Regions from separate parts of the Drosophila melanogaster genome. Here region 2 is linked to region 1. The links are chromatin contacts, called in public Hi-C maps. All regions are on one chromosome and are shown on one strand. The core of a region is the stretch at or near the end of the contact, and the rest is flanking DNA. Distances in the headings are between cores, read along the strand shown. Region 1 holds the start of CG5800. Region 2 holds the start of CG8188.

The links. Hi-C and Micro-C count contacts between places; a contact is called where the count stands out from the background.
Region 2: a Hi-C map of the Kc167 cell line shows a contact between it and region 1, with 5 times the contacts expected there. The contact joins the promoter of CG8188 here to the promoter of CG5800 in region 1. A contact is called at or near these places in 18 of 107 Hi-C or Micro-C datasets (the D17-c3 cell line, the Kc167 cell line, the S2 cell line and 5 more) and 1 of 6 datasets of contacts at active chromatin or transcription factors (the Kc167 cell line).

The regions. Positions count from the first base shown.
Region 1 is chrX:17,632,565-17,638,120 of dm6, reverse strand. CG5800 reads right to left here and starts at 1,840. Exons shown (of 2, transcript NM_133002.2): 1 at 1,367-1,840; 2 at 1-1,290. The coding sequence starts at 1,753. CG8289 reads left to right here and starts at 2,077. Exons shown (of 3, transcript NM_133001.3): 1 at 2,077-2,779; 2 at 3,144-3,547; 3 at 3,768-4,430. The coding sequence starts at 2,195. The coding sequence ends at 3,789. ND-24 (NADH dehydrogenase (ubiquinone) 24 kDa subunit) reads right to left here. Exons shown (of 4, transcript NM_133000.3): 3 at 5,013-5,531; 4 at 4,612-4,858. The coding sequence ends at 4,688.
Region 2 is chrX:17,700,358-17,705,629 of dm6, reverse strand. It overlaps CG8188, which reads left to right and starts at 2,853. Exons shown (of 3, transcript NM_001298455.1): 1 at 2,853-3,429; 2 at 3,854-4,324; 3 at 4,465-5,272. The coding sequence starts at 3,421. The coding sequence ends at 4,614. par-6 (par-6,) reads right to left here and starts at 2,278. Exons shown (of 3, transcript NM_133010.5): 1 at 1,905-2,278; 2 at 1,030-1,258; 3 at 1-962. The coding sequence starts at 1,979. The coding sequence ends at 211.

The DNA.
Region 1 (5,556 bases), core at 591-3,090:
TGGATTGATCGATTTTGCGTTATCACCCTGTTCTTTCTGCTGCTGTAGCTGCTTCTGGCGCCACAGGAATTTTTCGAGGAAGGGAACACGCGGCGTAACCGCCAAGCCGAGCGATTGGGCAAATGCATCTAGATCCAGGCTGAACACATTAAACAAGCGCTTGTTGCGCATCAGGAACACGGATTTTATGTAGGAGAGGAAGGCGCGCTGGGCGGTTGCCCTCAGTTCGGGAAATTGGGCCAGAAAGGCCTCGATCTTGACGCGCGGAGAGAAGAGCTTCTTGGGATCGATTTGCACACAACGAATGTCGATATTCAACTGTTCCTTAAGCGCACTAATCATGTACTCCTCCTCGCTGGGTGTCAAAACCAACAGACACTCGCCGCGTGTCTTGTTCCGCGCAGATCGTCCAGCTCGATGAATGTACTGTGAAACATCCTCCGGGCAGTCCAACTGCACCACCCAATTGACGGCAGGAAAGTCCAGACCGCGCGATGCCACATCAGTGGAGAACATAACGACGTGGCTCTTGCGAAGGAAATCCTCGTAGATGGCAATGCGACGATCCTGATGGAGCGTTCCATAGAGAGCCAGCAGCGGGCTACCCGGCCGCAGTTTACAAAATATCTCGTACAGGTACTTGGCCTGCTTGCAACTGGCCACGAACACAATGATCTTCTGCTTCAAATGGTTCTTGATGAACGACCACAGCATGGTGATCTTGTCCTCCAGGTTCAACACCACATAACTCTGCTGCAAAAGCTCAGGAACTGCCAAGACAGCTGTGTTCGGAGTCTTCTTCGTGCTGGCGCTGGGCTCTTCTCTTGGCGTCGCTCCTCCGTAGCCTACGTAGACCGGATCCTTTAGATTAAGCCTCGCCAAATCCTGCACCGTATTCGTTTGCGTGGCCGAGAATAGCAGCGTTTGACGCACTGGTGGGAAATTTTCTATGATTGAATTCAGGGTCTTCTGGAAACCCATATCCAAACAGCGATCGGCTTCATCCAGGACCAACATCTCCATGGTGCTCGTATTAAAGAGAGGATTCTCGTCCATGTGCTGCAGCAGCCTTCCGGGTGTGCAGATCAGTATGTTGCACTGGTCCATGCGAGTGCGCTCGAACTTCAGGTTCTTGCCTCCGATGATGAGGCCGGCGGAGAAGTCGTGGTGCTTTCCCACCTTCTTTAGGGTCTCGAAGATCTGGTAGGCTAGCTCGCGGGTGGGCGAGATGATGATAGCGCCAACGCCATCGGTGCGCGACCATTTGTTCATGAACAGATGCTCCAGAACCTGCAATAAATGGACCATTGCATATATAACTTACAGCCGGCAATTTCTTTCGAAGAAGGGACGAGGACCAACTTACGGGTATGAGAAAGGCCAGTGTCTTGCCACTGCCTGTGATGGCCGCGCCCAGCACATCCTTGCCCTGCAGTGCGGGTCCAATGCTGTCCCGCTGCACCTGCGTGGGATGCACGAATTTGGACTCCGCCAGTGCCTTTTGGGTCTTCTTGGACAGCGGAAACTGGGCGAACTTCTTAATGGCAGTAGCATCGATCTCTGCGTATTTGGTCTTGAGGTCCTGGATCTCCGCTTCGGTGGCGGCCAGTCGCGACTTGTTGATCTCCTGGCGCGGACGCTTCTGGCTGTTGTCGCCGCTTTTCCGGCCACCACCAGCTCCTTTGAACGTGCCGGATCCCGGCTTGAAACGCGAACCCGGTTTGCCGGGTCCCTTGGGTTTCTGGCGCTGCATACCCTCTGTTTATTGACCAAAATGCGGTCGTTTCGAAACGTATTGAAATTCGCACGCGGTTGGAATTAGGGATGAGAGAAGAAACGATTATTCAATCGATTAATTCGCATTTCAAGTCGAATGTATCGACCACTAATTTGTATTACCGTTTCTAGAAATTTGGAAAGAATTAATTTTCTTACTTTCTTACTTCGATTCGATCTCGGGATCTCGATTGATAAACATTAAATAAATATTCCCAGGAAATATAAATATATATATATTTATAAAACTGCATATCCCGACTTCGTGATTTTTTGTTTCTTGCAGTCTGGTAACACTGCCAAGTGTACAGTCGTCAAAAAACTCTATAAAGAATTTGTTTTGCTGGTACGCGGCAATTGAAATCGCCACCGTAGAGCAAATTGGACGTTGTCACACAACCGGATAAACAAGTGCATTATGGCCAAGGCGAGTAAGAAGGTGGCAGAAAGTAAGCGCAGGAACGGAGTCGCCAACGAGAGCGAAAACGAGGAGATTGACCAGCAAAAGTCCAATGGGACAGGTCGATCGTCCAGGAAGACGCCGAACAAACGAAAGGCCAAACTGACTGTGGCCTCTGACAGCGAAGACAGCGATTGCCAGACCTCTACCTCCAACGTGGATGTACCAGCTGCAAGGAACAAGCGCAAGGTGGGCAAGGCCAGGAACGCCACCACTTCGCCCCGCAAAAATGGCAAAAAAATCGTTATAGAGGATTCGGATGATGATGCTAATCATTCCGATGTAGACCCTAGTGCCGACAGTTCGCCAAGGAAGCCAAATATCAAACGCCAGACACGGCGATCCGTGCGCGGTGAAACGGAAGATAGCAATGAACTGCCCTCCACCTCCAAAGCCTCTGCACATGCATCAAGTCCGATCAAGAAGCGCAAGCTGAGCAGGGCTTCGACTTCTTCCGTCAAAAATGGCAAGAAGGTTGCTGAAAAGGATTCGGAATCCGATGTCGATGCTGGAACAGAGGATGAGAAATCAGCTCAACCCCAGGTGAGACATCAATTCGAGAAATCAAAAAATACTAGACCCAATTAGATATTGAACCCTCAGTAAATTCTACGAAATTCTAGTCAGCAATTACAAAACATTGAGACTCAAAACCTTTCGAAAAGGTTAGATTATGATGACTGTACTATTATTCGAAATCATTAGCGCTAACTGGCGTACATATAAAAATGTATGCTTTTAAAACATTACACTGAAACGCTGATGAGAAAGTGTAGTCAGTTGAGAGTAATTTCGTTATATGGCGGTTATCTTGGCCAAAAATGCCTCATACTTTAAGATTCATTTTATTTATAGGACAGTATTTTGATCAATGAAGTCCAACTTTTTTATCTTTGCTGCTTTGCAGAAGGTTGCAGCTAAATCGAAGTCCTCGCCAAACGCTAAGAAGGCTAAGGGACGTGGTCGACGGAACGCCGGCACCAAGAAAGCCGACGATTCAATCGACCCAGAAAAGCAATGGGAAGTCGAAAAAATTCTTGATCACGTTGCCACCAAGGAGGGCGACATGTTTAAGATCCGATGGAAGAAGTATGGACCGAAGGATGATTCCTGGGAGCCGAGTAAGAATCTGGCGTGCGATGCGCTTATCGAAAAGTTTATGCGGAAACAAGCAACCCAGGAGAACGTGGACGTTAAGGAGCTGCGCGAATCGCCCAAGAAGACCGAGCGCCTCGTCGATGAATGCTATCCCAGGACAAATCTGCACAATCGTATTGAACGCTCCTCGAAGCGCTCTTCCGCCAAAAACCGGTGCGTTTAATATCTCTATATACACAATAAGGTTAGAATAACGACACAGCTGTGAAGTATTAAATTCAGTTATTCCTCAGTTGATACTTTCAGTTTATATTTGCCCGTTTCGTTGCTTAATTTCACGCATTGTGTCTGATTTCTTCATTATTTTGTTTATAGTTTTGATATCCACACTCAACCATGTTACTCATATGTCAATAAACCTTTATACTTTCAGCATTTTCTACGGCGAGGAGTGAGGAAGGGCAACAAGGAAGGAAATCCATGTAGGAATTTAGTACACTTTTTTTTTTTTACATATAATATTACAACACATGCGGACCGAAGTACGCGGAAAGGTGACCCATGGCGGCTCCAGTTAGATTTTAACGGAAAATTTCCCTTATCGTTATTGGTTTTAAAAAAGCTCGCGGGCGGAGCCAATCCACATCATGTCCACAATCCTGACTATTGGCGGACAACTTTACGGGCAACACAAATAACTAAATATTAAATTCGGATTTTAGTACATAAGTAAAAAGGACAGGCAATCGACTGCATCACAGTGCGTACATACATGTAGTATTATATCTGGTTAATTGCACTCAACCAGCGTAGAATGTAAGGCATCATTTCTGTAGCTTTAGTTTTATCCTTTGAGTAATTGATGTTTGTATTGGTCAATTGCCACAGCTGAAAATAGCCTCTCAACTACTCTTCCAATCATCTTAATTCATAATATTCGTTCTTACGTACGTACGCCATTGTACATACAATTATAATGAGCGAACATTATAATTAGTAATGGAACATGCGTACGTATGCAATAGTAAACATCCATTATAATTAGCAATGGGAACCTGCCGTTTCCACTACAAAATAAAATCATTTATTGGTCAAGATATGAAAAACGCACATTTGGCTTGCATTGGGGTTCTGGCGATCTTCCACATCTAATTGAATGTACTAGTATTCTCGAGTTCGTTGGGAGTTATTATTTTATGTGTAACCTTTCAAAATGGAAACTTTCCAATGGAAAGTGAGCATATTTTTAAAAAAAAATCCAAAAATCCTTTATCAATGACCTCTATAAGTTGCTTAACATTTATTTAACTTTCGTTCGACAATCAGTGATAGGTTCTGCTCCTTGCTCATCCTCTACAGACCGGCCTGCAGACCAAAGCCAGGACCCTTGGGCTCCTCGCTCAGGGAAGTGGGCTCGCCCTTTGGCTCGCTGGCAAAGCGTCCGTTGCGTGGCCCAGGGGGCGATATCTTATCCGCCTTCAGGTCGTTCAGGATGTCCTGCATGTCCTTGGATGTCAGATCCTCCTGCAAAGTAAAAAAAAAACGTTAGCAATGTTTGCACAATATAGAGTCGATTTCAGCGCATTAAGATTGAAACGCTGGACGAGGCTGAGAGTGAAACTGGCGTTTCCTACAAACAAATGACCAGGAAACACATTTAGCAATTAGAATTGCTTACATAGTAGTCATCGTTGATCGCCACCATTGGCGCATTGACACAGGCGCCCAAGCACTCGACCTCCGAGATGGTGAACTTCCTGTCCTTGGTGGTGTCGCCGACGCCGATGCCCAGCTGCTTCTTGCAGGTCTCCAGGATGTCGTCCGATCCGCGGAGCCAGCATGGTGTGGTGGTGCACACCTGGATGTGATACTTGCCAGTGGGCTTGCGCATGAACATCGTATAGAAAGTGGCCACCTCGTAGACGCGCATATTGGGCAACTGGAGAATCTCGGCCACCTTGTGCATGGCAGAGATTGGCAGCCAGCCGTACTGGCGCTGTGCCAGATCAAGCAGCGGGATCATGGCGCCGCGCTTGTGCCCCTCCGGATAGATGCTGAGTATGGCCTCCACGCGCTTCTTGTTCTCCGCCGTGAACTCGAACGGGATGTTGGGATTATCCTCCGGTGTGTCGCGATGGACGAACAGATTGTCGCTGGCCCGGGCACTGCTGGTGGCAATTGCCCGGATGTTGGCGCGCTGCAAATAACAACACATATCCTTA
Region 2 (5,272 bases), core at 1,604-4,103, 66 kb before region 1:
ATATACAAGCGATCAGTGTACATGTGAATAAGTTGGCCTAACTTGTATAACTTTAAATAATTGACTCGAGTTTAACGAACTTATTCGATCTTAAGGAAAGTTAAGTCTGATAAACTGAAAATCCTCTGCACTTCTCAGCGATGAATTCGCGTTTTCCGTTGCTTAAGTTCTGGCTGCGTCTGCTGGAGGTGCTGTATCGCCGGGTTAATCCTACAAATGCAGCACTCCATCCTTGACATCGCTGGCCATTATCGTGGACGCATTGGAGGCTGCCTGCTGGTGGTGCGACGAGGGTGATGAGGATAATGGCGGCTGATGGTTGTGATTGCCGGCTGACGTGGACGTTGGACTCTCGTCGAGGGTGACGCCCGTTAAGTCCACAATATCGTCCTGATCGTCGTGCTCGATCTCGTCGGAGGTGTTTGTATTATTAGTGTGATGTGACCCACTGGACAGCTGGCTGTTCCTTGAAAAGGATCCGCGATGTGTGGACGTCAGTGTGCGCTGATTGGCCGGCTTCACGGTGATTATCAGATTGGAGCTGTTGGCCACCATCATGTCGGTGACTTGATCCAGAGTCTTGCCAGCCACTTCGATGCCATTTACCTCGATCACCTCATCGTTGACGGCCAGCAGGCCAGTACTTTCGGCCAGACCGCCCGGAACCAAACGGGATATAAAAATGCCCGGCTGCTTCTCTAGCCCACTGGCCGTCACCCTGACAGAGGTGCCATCCCGTATGTAGAATCCCAGGGGCTTATCGCTGCCGTGCTTCAGTAGCCGCACTCTTCTATGCGTTTCCGGCACTATATCCACATCTATAATGGCCGAGACTTGACGGAAATCGTGCGGTATGGATATCGATGGCGCCTTTGTCTTCACTGGCGTATGGCCCATCAGTATGCTGCCGATGAGGTTTCTCGGTTTCATCGTTCCAAAGCCAGAGTACTCATTAAGATCATCTATAGAGTGAACGAAAAGATTGTGGTTGAGTGGCTCGTATTGTATCTTATGCATACCCATACTCACCCTTTCGCTGCACAATGACCCGTAAAAGTGGACGTGCTGTTTTCAGGGCCCGGCCGAAGTTATCGTCGTTGTTAATCGGCAACAGATCATTGTCCCGCGGATCGATGTAGAGTATGAGAAACTGGATGTTGGTCAGCTTGTGCAGCTGCTCAATGAGGGATGCGAATTTGTCGAAGCTCTGCTCCGCCTCATTTCGCTTGAAGCTCCACCTCCGAAACTCTGCATCGAACTAAAGGATACGTATTGATTAGTAAAGGGGCTGAATCTTTTGAAACCCGTATAGTTTGTTCATCAGCATCACCTGTTGATTCAATTGTATGCAGACATTTTACTAATTTAATGGGACCTTCACTGAATTGCAGTACATCTACTGCCTTATAGCTATTACTGGAGTTTATCTTGAAGAATTGTACCTTGACTAATTAATAACTGAAGTTTCCTTCTCTGTAAAATTACAGAAAATGAACGAAACAGGGTAGTTTTTGAGTAAGGCGCAACAGATTGGTTTTCAGGCAAAGAGCCCAAGCAATAAAGGGTGTTGCAACAATCCATATCAGAGCTCAGGAATTCCGACAAGTAAGATGCATTCGCAAGGGCAAATTGTCACTTTTGGGGTGCTTCTAAGATGGAAACCAGTTGCTCCTCACACCTCGCACTCCAAGCATTAATCCCTGCTCTGGCCGCTTTGACACAATCGAGCTCAACAGATAGGAGTTCCCAAATTGGTAGACACATTGCTCCTCAGACTAAAGACCCCCTTTCCACGCACAGAACTCCAATTTAAGCTATTAATCCCATTCCTGAGCGCATGAATCAGCAGCTCAGCGCCGCAGAAAGGGGCGTGGAATCCGGGGGCCACGAAAGTTAGGACTCACCTTCGATTTCACCTCGATTAGATTCGTGTCACTGGCCGCCGTTGCGGACGTTGTGTTTATCTTGTTCTTCGACATTTTCTCCGATCCGCCCGATCAAGAGTGCACTGACAGTTTTCCTCTCCGTTCCTCACACACAACACAAAACACGGCAGTTGAGTTCCGCAGATTCTGATCTGATCTTCAGGATCGAAATCGAACCGATACGCCCGATGCGAACCGAAACCGAACCAAAGTGCAGCGTACCGATGGCGGGGAGCGACGATAGTGGGGGGCCGCCAATAAATTAGAGTTAGAAATCTAAATTAAAACTAATTAAATAAAAAAAATGGATGGATGAACCTATCGGGCACTATCGTACTTCGATATTGGTAGGCACTATCGGTTATCGGATGGTAATAGATCCAGAGTGACCGTGGGGAATGCAAAACCAAAATATACCATTTCAGTTTTCTAAAATACCACAAATATGCTATAAGCAATAGATTTAAACAACAATGAAAGTATCTAAAAAGACTTAGAAATAATAATAATTTGTTTTCAATATAGCTAGCAAAGGTTTTGAATTTATCACAACAATAAGTTTTTTTTTTTAATAACGGTATGTTCTTTGTTTGTTTTTAAATATTTCCCAGAGTAACTTAGGCATGAACCGATGTTGTGCATATATCGATATATCGATAGAGTCTGAGCAGCCATGTTGCTGCGTTAGTGTAGAGACAGTTTGTTTGTGTGGGCTGGGTGGATCTTCAGATGCGCTACATTTGCAAAGTGGCTGCTGTTTGCACGAAAAAAGAGGCTTAACTGTTACAAGACAAGAATTAGCTATATTTAAATGCTCAGTTTTAATCAAAGACGTTTTTTAAATAAATAAATAAAAACCCGCTTTTAAATCGAAGGCAGGCAAGACGCCAGCACGAATATGCCCCAATTGTAGCGCAGCGCCAGCGACGAGGGTTACTGTAAAATGAAACTGTTTTTGTGTGTTGTTGTCGAGCGTGAAGTGTCCAATTAGACAACTGAATTTGTTTAGATGTGAACGCCAGAGTCGAGATAGGTCACACAGCAGCTACGACAAAGTTGAGCGAATCGATTTCAAAACAAAAGCAACCAACGAAACAAAATTTTAAGTCGCTAGAAAAACTAAAAATCAAGATTTTCGAGAGGAGGTGCTATACCAAATACATATATATATATAGTCTTTAAACGAGTGCGTGTGAAAACATAAACCCAAACAACAGACAAGGAGACTAGCGGGGCCAAAGGAAGCATAAGGAGTCTACACGCAAAGGAATAGTTAAAGCCAGCCCACAACGCACATATTCATATATTTTGGGACCACTTTTCCAAGGCAGCTGGGAAAAGGCGGTGAAATTGCGACTATCCGAGAGCCGAAGAGCTCAGCTGCAGGAATAAGCTGACGAAACTGAAACCTTGAGACAGCGATTCGCACGCACACCAGCGCAGGCCCGCATCAACACAGACACACACACGCACAGCAGCAGGAAATTCAGACATCATGAGTTCGGTAGGATGAGCATGTTCCTCACATAATTGTTAGCATTCTAATAATAATAATACGAAACGATTCTTAAGAAGTTGTATCCGTGATTGTAAAGAATCCTATCCAACAGATGCTTCTTAATCTTATGAATGGTTTAGTAGTGAGAGCTTAAAATCGCGTCCTTACAAATACTTTCCAGCATACTAAGAGTATGAATTTCATTAATAAATACCCTGTTTGTGGAGACATGTGATTTTGTTAGTTAAGTTTGTATGTAATAATCCTTGCCTACAAGTACTGTACTGTACTTGCCATCCATTTTTAAAGTTCGTATGTTCCAATAAGTACAATTCCAACTAGAAATAATGACTCAACCCTGTCATTAAAATCAATTTTTGTATATATAAACTTTTGCCATTCCATACTAATGCCATTCCCCCATTTGCAGCAATACTCGAATGTGGAGAACCTGTCGCCGCAGACGATAAGGCAGGTGATGAGGGAGCTGCAGGAGATGGAAACCACGCCACCGGAAGGCATCAAGGTGCTAATCAATGAGAGCGATGTGACGGATATTCAGGCATTGATCGATGGACCTGCTGGCACTCCGTACGCCGCTGGAATTTTCCGCGTCAAACTGACGCTGAACAAGGACTTCCCGCTGACGCCACCCAAGGCGTACTTCCTCACCAAGATCTTTCATCCGAATGTGGCCGCCAACGGGGAGATCTGTGTGAACACACTAAAGAAGGACTGGAAGCCGGATCTGGGCATCAAGCACATTCTGCTCACCATCAAATGCCTGCTTATTGTCCCGAATCCGGAATCGGCGCTGAACGAGGAGGCCGGCAAGATGCTGTTGGAACGATACGATGACTACTCACAGAGGGCGCGCATGATGACAGAGATCCATGCCCAGGTAAATTAGGGGTTTTCCCTTCTGTTATGATTGTGTATCATTGGAATACTAGCATAAGGTGTTGAATGATCCCAATATGATATTGTTTATCACGCTGCTTTACACACTTAGCTCATACATATGTATATCTTTTATTTTAGCCTGCCAAATGCGGTGTAGGCGCTGTTGGCGATGCCAAAGACGATGGTGGACCCTCGACGAAGAAGCATGCGGGCCTGGACAAGAAGCTGCAGGACAAGAAGAAGGAGAAGTTGCTCAAGGAGAAGAAACGCATGCTGAAGAGATTATGAGAGGCATAAGGCGGAGTTCCATGGACTAGCTAATCAACCAGGAGCAGTAAGTAGTAAGCAGTAGCAGAACACGTCGGATACGTATGAATGGATAGATGTTAAAGAATGGATGAGTGCGAGCGTAAACCCTACAAACAGGTGAAAGGCGACAGGATCAAAGCTAGCAAGGTCGAATCAAAGGAGGAGGCGCGCTATGAAATTTTACACTGATCTGATAAAAAACAAAACAGACAAAAAAACAAGTAAATTGAGCTACTGAAATTACGAAGTAACCGATGAAACCCGAACCCTGGAGGCCAATATCGGAACGGAACGGAAGTTAAAGCTGCAACAATTTCGGTAAAACGAGAGAGATAAAGAACCACTCCAAAGAACAGTGCATCCAGTTACCATATACGATTATTTTAACCAACATTTTTGGTGGCACGCCGCTTTCAACTGAGCCTAGAATATAGAAAACAAAAACCAACATAAAGCAACCAAGAGAAATGGGGATTGCAACCATCACCCAATTAATTTATGTAGTTCTCTTTTCTTAACGCTCATGGGCTATCCTAGCATAATTTATGTAATTAGATTAAACAAAACAAGGATAACATTATCGCCTCATACATGCCACCTCTTAAACACCCAGAACTCTCTAGAAAGCATCACCTTA